Regions from separate parts of the Mus musculus genome. Here regions 2 and 3 are each linked to region 1. The links are chromatin contacts, called in public HiChIP or PLAC-seq and promoter capture Hi-C maps. All regions are on one chromosome and are shown on one strand. Each heading gives the region's core, a stretch centred on a gene start, on an enhancer-like site or on the middle of the called end of the contact. The rest is flanking DNA. Distances are from core to core; before and after follow the strand shown.

Evidence for each region. Promoter capture Hi-C pulls out the DNA fragments that hold promoters and counts their contacts. HiChIP or PLAC-seq counts read pairs in DNA pulled down with a chosen protein or histone mark.
Region 2: a contact with region 1 is called in a promoter capture Hi-C map of pre-B cells, with 5 times the contacts expected there. The contact joins the promoter of Ap2m1 here to the promoter of Tra2b in region 1. A contact is called at or near these places in 1 of 39 promoter capture datasets (pre-B cells) and 1 of 9 other capture datasets (liver).
Region 3: a contact with region 1 is called in a FOXA1 HiChIP or PLAC-seq map of pancreatic cancer cells. The contact joins the promoter of Vwa5b2 here to the promoter of Tra2b in region 1. A contact is called at or near these places in 2 of 39 promoter capture datasets (cranial neural crest and liver) and 1 of 115 datasets of contacts at active chromatin or transcription factors (pancreatic cancer cells).

Annotation. Positions count from the first base shown.
Region 1 is chr16:22,264,079-22,267,693 of GRCm38.p6, reverse strand. It overlaps Tra2b (transformer 2 beta), which reads left to right and starts at 1,689. Exons shown (of 9, transcript NM_009186.5): 1 at 1,689-1,953. The coding sequence starts at 1,918.
Region 2 is chr16:20,533,701-20,537,315 of GRCm38.p6, reverse strand. It overlaps Ap2m1 (adaptor-related protein complex 2, mu 1 subunit), which reads right to left and starts at 1,836. Exons shown (of 12, transcript NM_009679.3): 1 at 1,715-1,836. It overlaps Dvl3 (dishevelled segment polarity protein 3), which reads right to left. Exons shown (of 15, transcript NM_007889.3): 15 at 3,303-3,615.
Region 3 is chr16:20,588,087-20,591,701 of GRCm38.p6, reverse strand. It overlaps Vwa5b2 (von Willebrand factor A domain containing 5B2), which reads right to left and starts at 1,549. Exons shown (of 20, transcript NM_001384105.1): 1 at 804-1,549; 2 at 402-550; 3 at 152-322. The coding sequence starts at 540. It overlaps Gm35685 (predicted gene, 35685), which reads left to right and starts at 1,100. Exons shown (of 3, transcript NR_168482.1): 1 at 1,100-1,818; 2 at 2,402-2,444; 3 at 3,566-3,615.

The DNA.
Region 1 (3,615 bases), core at 440-2,939:
TGGAATGGTAAATCTGTGGGTTCGATCCATAGTACAGGAAGAAGAAAACTTAGACAGTAAATATTAGGGAGCTGATGTTGGCTAGTGCTGTTGGAACTAGTAGCTGGCACTAGTAATGTTGGCCAGATGTGGAGCTGCTGCCCAGGGCTGTCTGGTCTTGTTGAGGCTTGACACCATCTGGTGGACATGAGCTCACGTTGAAATGATGACGTGGTTGGTGACTGTGTAAAGCTGGGCTGGCCAGATTAACTACAGTTCTTTCATTAATTAGCTTTTGTTTTATTCATTGAAACTGCGAGTGTTGGATCATCCTGTAGCTCAGAATATTCACGGAAGCTATGTGACTGTCGCTGGGCAGTAGTGCATGCCTTTAATCTCAGCACTTGGGAGGCAGAGGCAGGTTGATTTCTGAGTTCAAGGTCAGCCTGGTCTACAGAGTGAGTTCCAGGACAGCCAGGGCTACACAGAGAAATCCTATCTCGAAAAACCAAAAAAAAAAAAAAAAAAAAAAAAACCAAACCAAACCAAACAAGAAGACTGTCAAAATGGTATTCATCTCAAGAACTCATTTGGCATGGTTTTCTATAGATATCTTCAGTGTTCTTTCATGCTATCCTTAGAGGCTAGAGGGCAGGCGGCTTCTCCCAAACAGAAATCCATTACTACAGGCCCGTTTCTCTTGAATTATTTTCTGTTTTGTGTCACTTTTTGAAGGGGGCCCGCTCATGTAGCCCAGGTTGGCCTTAAACAGCTAACTGTCCTTGGGCTCACCTCTCATGCTGCGATTACAAGGATTACAAGTGTGCACCACCCTGCCTGGCTTTCCTTTCTCCATTTCTTTCTTTCCTTTCCATTTCCCCAGGTGGGAGTCAGGGTGGGGAATGAGACCAGGTTTCTCTGTGTAATCCTGACTGTCCTGGAACTCGCTTTGTATATTCGGCTTACCTGGAACTCACAGAGATCCGCCTTAAAGGCGTGTATTACCACACCAGGCCATAGGATTGATAGTTCATAACTATAATCCCAGGATTTGGGAGGCTGACCCAGAAGGGTTAATACATTCCTAACATCAGCCTAGGCTATATAACATACACGGTGGGTTCAAGGTCAACCCAGGCAACACAATGAGGCTTTGTCTCAAACCTCAATTTGTTTGTTTGCTTTGAGCTAGGGTTTCTCCGTGTAGACCAAGCTGTCCCCAAACTCAGGGATCTGCTTGTCTCTGCCTCTTTAGTGCTGGGATTAAAGGCATGCACCATTAATGCCCGGTTTAAATTGCGAGAGTTTTAAATGGAGGTTTTATTTAGGAAGGAAAGCTCTAGAATTAAGTCTAAATAAACGGGAGGTGAGAATCCAGTGTGTGGCTGTGTTCTCTCCTAGATCATGAGAGAACAAAAGGAGAGGAAACTAGTGAGACAGAACAAAGGCATGGAGGAATGTACAACCATCTCTTCTCTTCTTCCACCCAGGACGGTTCTCTAGAAGGTTCCAGAAACGAGTGTGGCAAGGCTACGGACATCACGGTGTCCCGAGGAGACCACAACAGACGCCCAAAGGCAGGCGCACACTTTCCCGCCACGCTGTGGCCGGGTACTAGGGGAGGGGAGGGGCAGGGCGGTAAGGTAGACGTCACGTCCGGTTTGGGAAGCGCCCCTGCAGGAGAAAGCGGTTGGAAGGCGCGTCGAAGTGGGAGGGGCCAGGAAAGCGCGCCTTCGGGGGAGTGGGTGGGACCAGGTTAAAGAGCGTGGCGTCACATCCGGCAGTGTTAGACCGGTGCGGAGGTGGTGCGGAGCGTGTCGGCTTCGAGCTCCTCGCAAAAGTGTGGCGTCGCGCTAGGCTGCGGCGGAGCCTCTGTAAGGAAGGCGGGAGCTTGACAGCTTCAGGAAAGGCCCGTAGCGGTGACAGCGACCCGGAGTCATGAGCGACAGCGGCGAGCAGAACTACGGCGAGCGGGTAAGCGCGGAGTTGCGCGGGCGGCCGCGGTCCCCACCCTGCTACTTCTTCTAGGCCTCTCGGCCCGGTGCAGCCGGGTGTCGGGAGCCTGACGTGCGGAGGGAGCCGGGGCGCCGGAGGGCCTGGTGGCCGGCGCTTCTCGTCGGAGGGAGGCCGCGGGCGGGCTGTGTGCCTCGCACCCGCCACGACCGTTTTTTTTTTTTTTCCTTTCCCCCCGTTACGGGGCGGGGGGAGGCTAAAGATGGCCGCGGCGTCCGTCGGCGTTGGGGGATGGGAACGGTATCTTCTTTCGCCGTTGCTCTCCTGCGAAGCCGCGCCGCAGCCATCTTGGGCTCGCGGGCCGGGCGCGCTGCCAGAGGCACAAAATGGCGGAGCCGCCGCTCCCTGCAGCCAGGCTTTGCCGCCTCGCCACCCGGGGTCCAAGGGTGAAGCGGAGAAAAGCCACGTGTGGCCGGGAGCCTATGGGGACTGACTGATGCTTTTCGGTTGATGGAGGGCCTCCTGGTCCCGGTAAGGGACAGCTAGCTGTAGGGGGCTCTTGGAGCATCTGGAGACGGAAACGGCTGAGGGGGATTGGGGGCCCCGTTAGTTGGAGGGCTTTGTGCTACAGCGTTTCTCCCATTGTTGAGAGCTTACTGGAATAGAACGCAAGGTCGTTAGGCGTTGTTGTATAGAGCCTCCCTACCCCTGGGGGGACTTGGGAAGGAGAAACCATTGGCGACAATTGATGGCGCTATTAAACTCTGAAGTCGACGGGATTTTATTTTTAAGCTTCCACCTCCCAGAGGGTGAAAATCGGTAGAGGTTGATTAGATTGTATACAATGGGCCTGGACTAGACCCAGCCCCAAAGCTGAACAAATGAGGCGCATGTGGCGTGGCTGTAGAGTTTAGATTAAAAACTGTCACGTGAAGATGCGGAAGTCCAGGGCTCAGTGAACAGGTAATTGCAGTTTGGAAACGGCTTACAAGCATCATAAGAATGGCTGTTTTGCCCTTCCTGTACTAACGTTTTTATTTTCGCAAAAAGTTCACAGGAACACTTAACCACTAGTTCACAGTTTATTTTTTTGGTTAGTAAACTCTAAAAGGCCTTTGACGGTTTGGTAGAGAGCATTCTTGGACTTCCATGGTGAACTTGAACCCAAAAAGAGTAATTTGAACGGATGTAATCTTTTATATACGGAGATGAGTCCCTAAGACAATTTAAAGTTCAGTGTCAACCAGTGCGTGCCTTTTACCTAAGGAAAGAAAGCGATGGGGGAGTGGGACAGAATGTTGTTTTTCTGATAATGGAGAATGGGACCTAGTCTCAGTGATGGGCAAGCCCCTACTACTAAACTACATCCCAACTTGTAAGTTCGTATTGTTTGAGCTCCTAATTTCACCCACATGTACCTTACGATGTTGAGCCTGCCTTCCGAAGTTGAAGTTAGTCTGTTTAGAATTAAAAGCAAATAGTTTTTTGTTGTTGCTTTGGGACTAAATAGGTATGCATCATCATACCTGTGGAAATTTTTCCTAGTATTAGCTGTGGGTCACATTACTCAAGGGAGAAAAAAAGCAATTGAATGAAAGTGGGTACCATTTTGAAAGAGCTGAGAAATTGTTACTCCTGTTAGAGGTTTGGTTTTTTTGTTTTTAGTAAGATGCACCTTCTGGT
Region 2 (3,615 bases), core at 587-3,086, 1.7 Mb after region 1:
CCAGTGAGTCACAGAGAAGGCCTGCCTGCAGATGCAGGAATGGCGTGGCGGGAGGGATTACTCTAGTTGGCTTGAGCCTGGGCCTGCCACCAGGCATAACCTTTAGAGCAAGCATTACCCTTCCAAGAAGGCAACGGAGCATGACCCTCTAGAAGTCTACACATTCCAGGAAAGGGTGTGCAGGGTGAGGTGGGGCTGGGAGGGAAGAGGCCCTTAGGCTCTAACACAGAGCCAGGAAGGTGGCTGAAGCAGGCACATCTTTCCCAGGCAGAGAGATAAGCAGACAAAGGAACAGAGGCCCGCTTAATAAGTTCTTTAAAAGATTTCATTTTTACCGACACACAGGTACATGCCAGTGTGCTGTATGTGTGGAAGCTAGGTGTTAGACTGAACACTGCCCTCCACCCCTCAAGCCTGAGTTAGGGTGGTACTGAGCCAAATGACATGTGCCGGGACCTGAACTCAGGTTTTCTGGAAAAGCAGTAAGAACTCTTCAATGCTGAGCCCCTTTTACAGTTATTTCTGGTTACTGTCTTTTCAAAATTTCTAAGTGTGACAAAAATTAGGTCTGTATGTAGTAGCATTAATCCTGCCATCTAAATTGTGTCTCCAAATCTGCCAAGTCAGTCACTTCTGGCCTGGTGTTTACCAAGCAATGGGCAGGGATAACAGAATGCCTCGACTGCCCAAATTATTTTGGTCAAAATTAAGGTAGAATATTTGAGTAACGGGGTTAATCTGGTTCTAGATTTCTGGATTAGTCCAGATATTAATTTCACTGAGGTTAGTTTAACAGACTTTTTGAAACTGAAAAGTTAACCCTTGAAGCCCAGTGACAAGTCCAAAGAAGGTGAGAAAGAAAATGCAAAATGGAGGTTGAGCGCTGAGCAAAGGACCAAGTCCACAGGTATCAACCTCGGGTGGGGGATGGTGTGTGTGACCTCGGGGGGGGGGGCGGTGTGTGTGTGTCCTGGACGAAAATGCAATATTTAGTTAAGGAAAGGGTTAGCTGGAATTGCTAGCAAAAGACCAGGATGACCCCAAAGCACCAAATACAGCTGTGGGAGTCCCTAAAGGTCTCCTATGGCAAAGGTCATAGGAGCTTGGGAGGAGCGAAAAACAGCGAAAAGAGATAGACAAGAAAAAGAGAAAGCTGAGAGACAGGGCCTACTCTTCTGTTAGTGAAGCATAGGGGGCTGGTGGAGTTTTTCTCAGCTGAGGGAGGAGAAGACATCTAGGCCCGGGAGATGTCACCACGGGATGCGGGGGCTGTCACAGGTCTGAGGTACAAGAGCCGTGGGGGTAAACCAGGAGGATGGAATCTCTCAGTGTTCGAGAGAGACCTGTCACTGTCCAAGGGAGTGGCACCAGGGGATGTCAATGTCCTGGGGGATGGGGAAATAGGAAACCCCGGGGTTGAGCGGTTGTCAGGATTCTAGGGATGGGGCGCCGCGCGGCGTCTCCCGCTCTAGGATTCCAGCCCTAGTCTCTTCCCGGAGACGCCTGGCGGGTCACTGGAAGGCGTTGCTCCCCGCCCTTGCTGCAATCGCGCCCAAGGCACCCCCGCCCGGTTGTCTACTCCCTCCCGGGTCTGAAGGCTGAGGCCACTCCCCGGTGCGGGCAGTTTTCCACCCAGCACCGTGCAGGGCAAGGCAGGCTACCACAGCACCCTCGTCGCCTGATAAGGACCTCTAAGTCAAGCCTCCCAGCTCACCTGGAGTCAGCAGCCCCCACAAGGCCGGCCTGGCCACTCTCGGATCCCAAGATGTCCGCCCGCCCCCAGCTCGCCTGTCTGCTGCCTCGGCTTTCACTGCAGTGCTCCCGCCCCACCCCGCCCCGATCGCAGCTGCGCCTGCGCGCTCGCCTCCAGCGGCGACTACAAGTCCCGTCAGTCCCCGCAGCTTTCAAGCTGACACATCTGAGCGCCCTAGGCTCAACAAAACTACAACTACCGACAGCCTTCAAGACAGAGAAGACGTCAGCTTTAGTGCGCCTTGCAAGCAACACGTGTCGTGATACACTCCAACCATTGTTTGCTTCACTGAGAATCACGGGAAGTGTAGTCTCTGCGACCCTTCCTGTTCCTAGTTAAGTGGGGTAGCTTTAAGAGACCAAAGCTATTTGTCGAAACCAATTGTAAATTTTGAATTACTATAGTCTTTTATTGTCTCCAGATTTCGAAGACTGGCTACTTTACAAACACAACTTGGCATAAGCTTGTTACTGCTGAATTTACTGTTTTTTTTTTTTTTTAAACACCACGTTTGATTCTCCCAAACGTGTGTGTGTGTGTTTTTATATATATATATAAAATTTATTTGTATGTATTTTATATATATTCTAGGATTGGACTGATCCCTTTCTCAGGGATAATTATCCAAACAGAAAAGCTGGGAAGGAAGACAGCTAAACGTTAATGTTTTCCTCAGCTAAATCTGTGACTGTGGTGTGATGGTGACGTATGCCGTTAATTCCAGAGTTCTGGAGGCAGAGGCAAGAGCATCTCTGTGAGTTTGAGGCCATCCTGGTCTAAATAGAGAGTTTCAAGACAGCCCAGGCTACATAAGAGACCCCTTTTGCCCTCTACTCCAGTTTAGTTGGGCATGGGATTTTAAAATCCCATTTCTCCTTTAATCCCAGCACTTGGGAGGCAGAGGCAGGAGAATTTCTGACTTCGAGGCCAGCCTGGTCTACAAAGTGAGTTCCAGGACAGCCAGGGCTACAGAAAAACCCTGTCTCGAAAAAAAAAAAAATCCCATTTCTCAACTGTGCAGTGGTGGCACATGCTTTTAATCTCAGCACTGGGGCGGGGGGGGGGGGGGGGGTAGAGGCAGGCAGCACTCTGAGTTCAAGGTCAGCCTGGTCTACAGATCAAGTTCCAGGACAGCCAGGGCTACAAAGAGAAACCCTGTCTCATAAAAACAAAAAAGGAGAGAAAAGATTTCCTATGATATCCAAACTGAGAGAATGAGGAAGAGCCAACCTGGACACAAACAGCTGTCTGATTATTGCCAAATCAGGAAAATTTGGTTTTTCTCTCAGGAGACAGAGACATCCTGCTGCCTAAACAGGCCAGAGACTTCTATGGCAGAAAGGAAGTGGGTGGGTGCTTAAATCTGGTTGCTAACCCTACTATTCCTAGCAATCTCCTTCTAAGTAGCGAAAACCCAAAAACTTCTAACTCCTGAACTATCATTCAAGGCTTCATATCTATCTTTGCAAAGGTTTTCTCTTCCCAATATACCCTAAAAGTTTGCTGGTTTAGAGTAAATTAATAATAATAATAATAATAATAATAATAATAATAATAATAATAGCTACCATTTATTGAGCACCTACTCTATTGTGTGCCAGGCACTGTGCTAGGCACTTTTCGTACAATATCTAATTCCTCACAACAACCCTGTGAGGTAGGTATTATTATCATCATTTTACATATGGGAGGACTGAGGCTCCAGAGAGGTTAAATAACTCTTTTACACAACCAAAAATGAGAGCTGGAATTCAAGCCCAAACCAACTTGACTCCAAATCCCATGCTCTGTAAATTAAGAAAGGGAGAGGAACAGCTGAACTTCAGAGTGTCAAGAGTAGAAGGGTGTGTGATGCTGACTAA
Region 3 (3,615 bases), core at 300-2,799, 1.7 Mb after region 1:
GACTGCTGGATAAAGGGGTAACCAATGGATGGAAAATAAAATCAGCGTCTGGAAGAAGAAAGGAGGCTGGCGATGTTAGCGGAGGCACGAGGGTGCAAGAACCTGAGCTGGCATTCGAGGGCGCGGGCTCGGGCTCGGGCTCGGAGCTTACCCTGTGCGCAGCGGCGGGGTGTAGAGGTCCCTAGTCCCGGGCCCAGAGCGCGACAGCAGGCGGCCTGTGATCGGCGCCGGCTATGCAACTGGAAGGAGACGCGCCGTCCGGCCGCCTCGGCCTCGAAGCCAGATACCACCTCCGCCTCAGCCAGAGGGTACACGAACACGCCTGCGAGCAGGAACAGGCAGACCTGCTCTCGAACCCCACCTGGCATTTGCTACCTCCCCGCGCCCGCACCAGGTCTCACCTTCCACCGGCTGGGGCTGTGGGTTGTGGTAGGTAAGCCGGGCACGCAGGCTGAGGCAGGGTCCCTTGGCATAGGCCCGGACGCAGGAGTCGGTGAGCGGCAGCGGCGTCCAGCTGGTGGGGCAGTACAGGCCAGGCATGGTGCCCACCCTGCGTGAACAGGGGCTGGATGAGGGGCACCTCGCTCCAGCGTCATGAAAACTAGCTATGCCACCTGACCCTATCGGGTACCTGGGGACCTGGGGATGAAAGCTTGCAGAGGGAGCAAGGCTGAGTCGGGAGACCCCCCCACCCCCACCCCCACCCCCAAGCCGCAGCGTCCAAGCAGACAGGTGGCGGGGCAGATAACAAGAGGGGTGTGTGTGTGTGCAAGGATGGAAAGATGGGCATCCTCGCCCGTTACCTGGGTAGCAGGAGCAGGGAACAGCTCTCCGCAATGGGGGAATGGAGGGTTAATGGTTAACCCTCCAGTCCAGGCGTCCTCCAGTCCCGCTGCGGGTTGCGAGCCGGGGGCTTGGGGGGTGGTGCCCACAGCTGTTCCTGCACCTTCTCGGGGCCTCACCACCGCCCCCGTACCTGCCCCCTGCCTCCTGGCTCTCCACGGTTGCCAGCTGTCGGAAGTGGTGCTTCTGGAGAGATGGAAGATACTCTGGGTGGAAAGCAAAGGTTTAAAGGGCCAGCATTGCCCTAGGCGCCCCTAGCTCACAAGGGTCCCCAGGGACAGGGTGAGGTCGGGAGCTGAAAAGGCTGCAGTCTTTATCTCTCCTTGCCTTTCGTGACTGGAGTACTGAGAGAGGCTGTAGACCGTCTTGAAAGGTTGCAGTAGGAAGAACTAGAAAGGGACGGGAAAATGCGTCTCGGGAAGTCAGATGTGCAGAGGTGTCGCGGCAGCGGGAGTCCATGTCATCTGATCTAGAGCGGCTCTCCCCGCCCAGGCTGGCCTGAGACTAGGTAGCCACAGGGGATGCTACAGGGTGGGTCTTGGGATCGCCCCCTCCCTTTGGGCAGCCCAAGCCTCACCGTCACTTCTTGGTGGAGTTGTGGGGCGTCGCGACCAGACAAGAGTGGGTGATGCTTCCTCTGATGTCCAGACTGCCCCTTGTTCCTGCACCTGCGCGATCCACCTCGGAACTACCACTGAGATCCTGTGAGTCGGGAGAGGGGCGCCAGCCGGGCTGCTGGCTGGTAGTCCCGCCCGGGTTCCAAGAGGCCGCCCCTCCAGCCCGCCTCTGCCCCGCCCGCCACTGCGGAGGGGGCTGCGGCTCAGTTCCTTCGGGCACCGCACCGCCTCCGCGCGTCAGCTCAGGCCGGCAGAGCCAGGCAAGAGACCGCAGTGCAGAGAGCCAGTACCCCAGCCACTGCACGACCCCCACCAACGGCACAGTGAAGCTGAGCGCCCCCTCTCCATCCTTCTGGAGGTAAGGAGTTTCGTGAGCAAAACAGGGCGGCCGAGTCTGCAAACACATCCCCCCCTCTTCCCAACACTGCAGTGGCCCACCCACCACCACCCCGCCCTGGGTGGACTCCCGCTCACTGCAGTGACCCTCCCTCATCACCGCATCGGAAACCATTTAGGCCTCGCCCCCCACAAGAAGCAAATAGGTTATTGCAGAAACCTCCCCTTTCGCGGCATGTGCCTTCGTTTGTGTGCTCACCAAAGCGGTTGCCCTCAATCCAGTCTCCCCATCACTGCAGCGGCGTTCCCACCCGGAAGCACCCTGGGCTCCTTCACTGCAGTGTTGTTATACCCTTCCTTTTCTGGGAGTGGGGAGGATGCGCAGGACGGCTTCCTTGCACGAGGGCCTCCAGAGTAAAGCCTTCTAGCTTTCCCAAGGGTGCGGGGCTGCTCCTGTCACAGCAGTGGTCCCCGCCTCCCATTCGTCAGCCTAGCACCTAAGGTGGGGGCATTCTTGCTCAGAAAAACAGGCTCCTTGAAATTGGCAGGATTTTCGCGTGTTTCTCACTGCAAAACATTAGGAAGATCTGTAAAATCTCCTCTAGGATCTTGAGGGAAGAGTCTGGGAACCCCGGGAAGTGAGCGAAGGTAAGTATATTTGGGGTCACCCTTACAAGCACTCCTAAAGATGCCCTATTCCAATTCTGCAAAAAGAAGTTAAGGAGTGCTGTAGGTGGGAGCAGTCAGAACTGTGAGATTGAGGTAAGAGAGTTTTTGTTTGTTTTACATATAGACACCCAATAACTCACACCATTTGTTAAAATTACTATTTGGAGCCATGCAGTGGTGGTGCAGGAGAACTACACAGAGTTGGAAAAAAGCAAAACAAACAAATACAAACACACACACACACACACACACACACATACACACACACAATTAGGGATGGCTCAGTGGGTAAGGGTAAAAAGCACTTTGCTGACAAACCTGATAACCAGAGTTTAATTCCTGGGATCCACGTGGTGGAAAGAGAGTATTGACTCTCACAGGTACACGTGTGCTTTGCCTACATGAATGCACATAAATGACATGCACACCTGCTGAAAGACACCAGAAGAGGACAGCAGATGCCTTGGAACTGGAATTTGGGTGGTTGTAAGTTACAATGGAGGTGCTGGGAACCCTGGTTCTTTGCAAGAACAAGTGACTTTAATCTCTTAGCCATCTGCCATCTCTCCAATGCCAAACAGATGTTGTTTTTGTTTTTTGTTTTTTGTTTTTTGTTTTTTGTTTTTTTTTTTTGAGACAGGGTTTCTCTGTGTAGCCCTGGCTGAACTGGATCTCACTCTATAGACCAGGCTGGCCTCAAACTCAGAAATCTGCCTGCCTCTGCCTCCCAAGTGCTGGGATTAAAGGCGTGCACCACCACTGCCTGGCTTTAAATTAATTTTAAAGTGTTTTAAATACTATTTGGGGGAGGCAAAGAGAAGGATCATGATTTTGAAATCAATCTGGACTGTTATCTTTTTGTTTTGTTTGTTGTTTTTGTTTGTTTTGTTTTGTTTCATTTGGCTTTTTTCCCCAAGTCAGGGTTTCTCTGTGTAGCCTTGGATGCTCTGGAATTCACTTTGTAGACCAGGCTGTCCTCGAATTCACAGAGATCTGCCTGCCTCTGCCTAAGACCTTACCTTACAAATAAAATAAAATAAAATAAAATAAAATAAAATAAAACCCTAACTTTTCCTTGATTGAACTGCTTTTGTCAACAGTAAGTCTGTGGGCTTGTGAGATCGTGGCTCAGTGAGTAAAGGCATTTGCC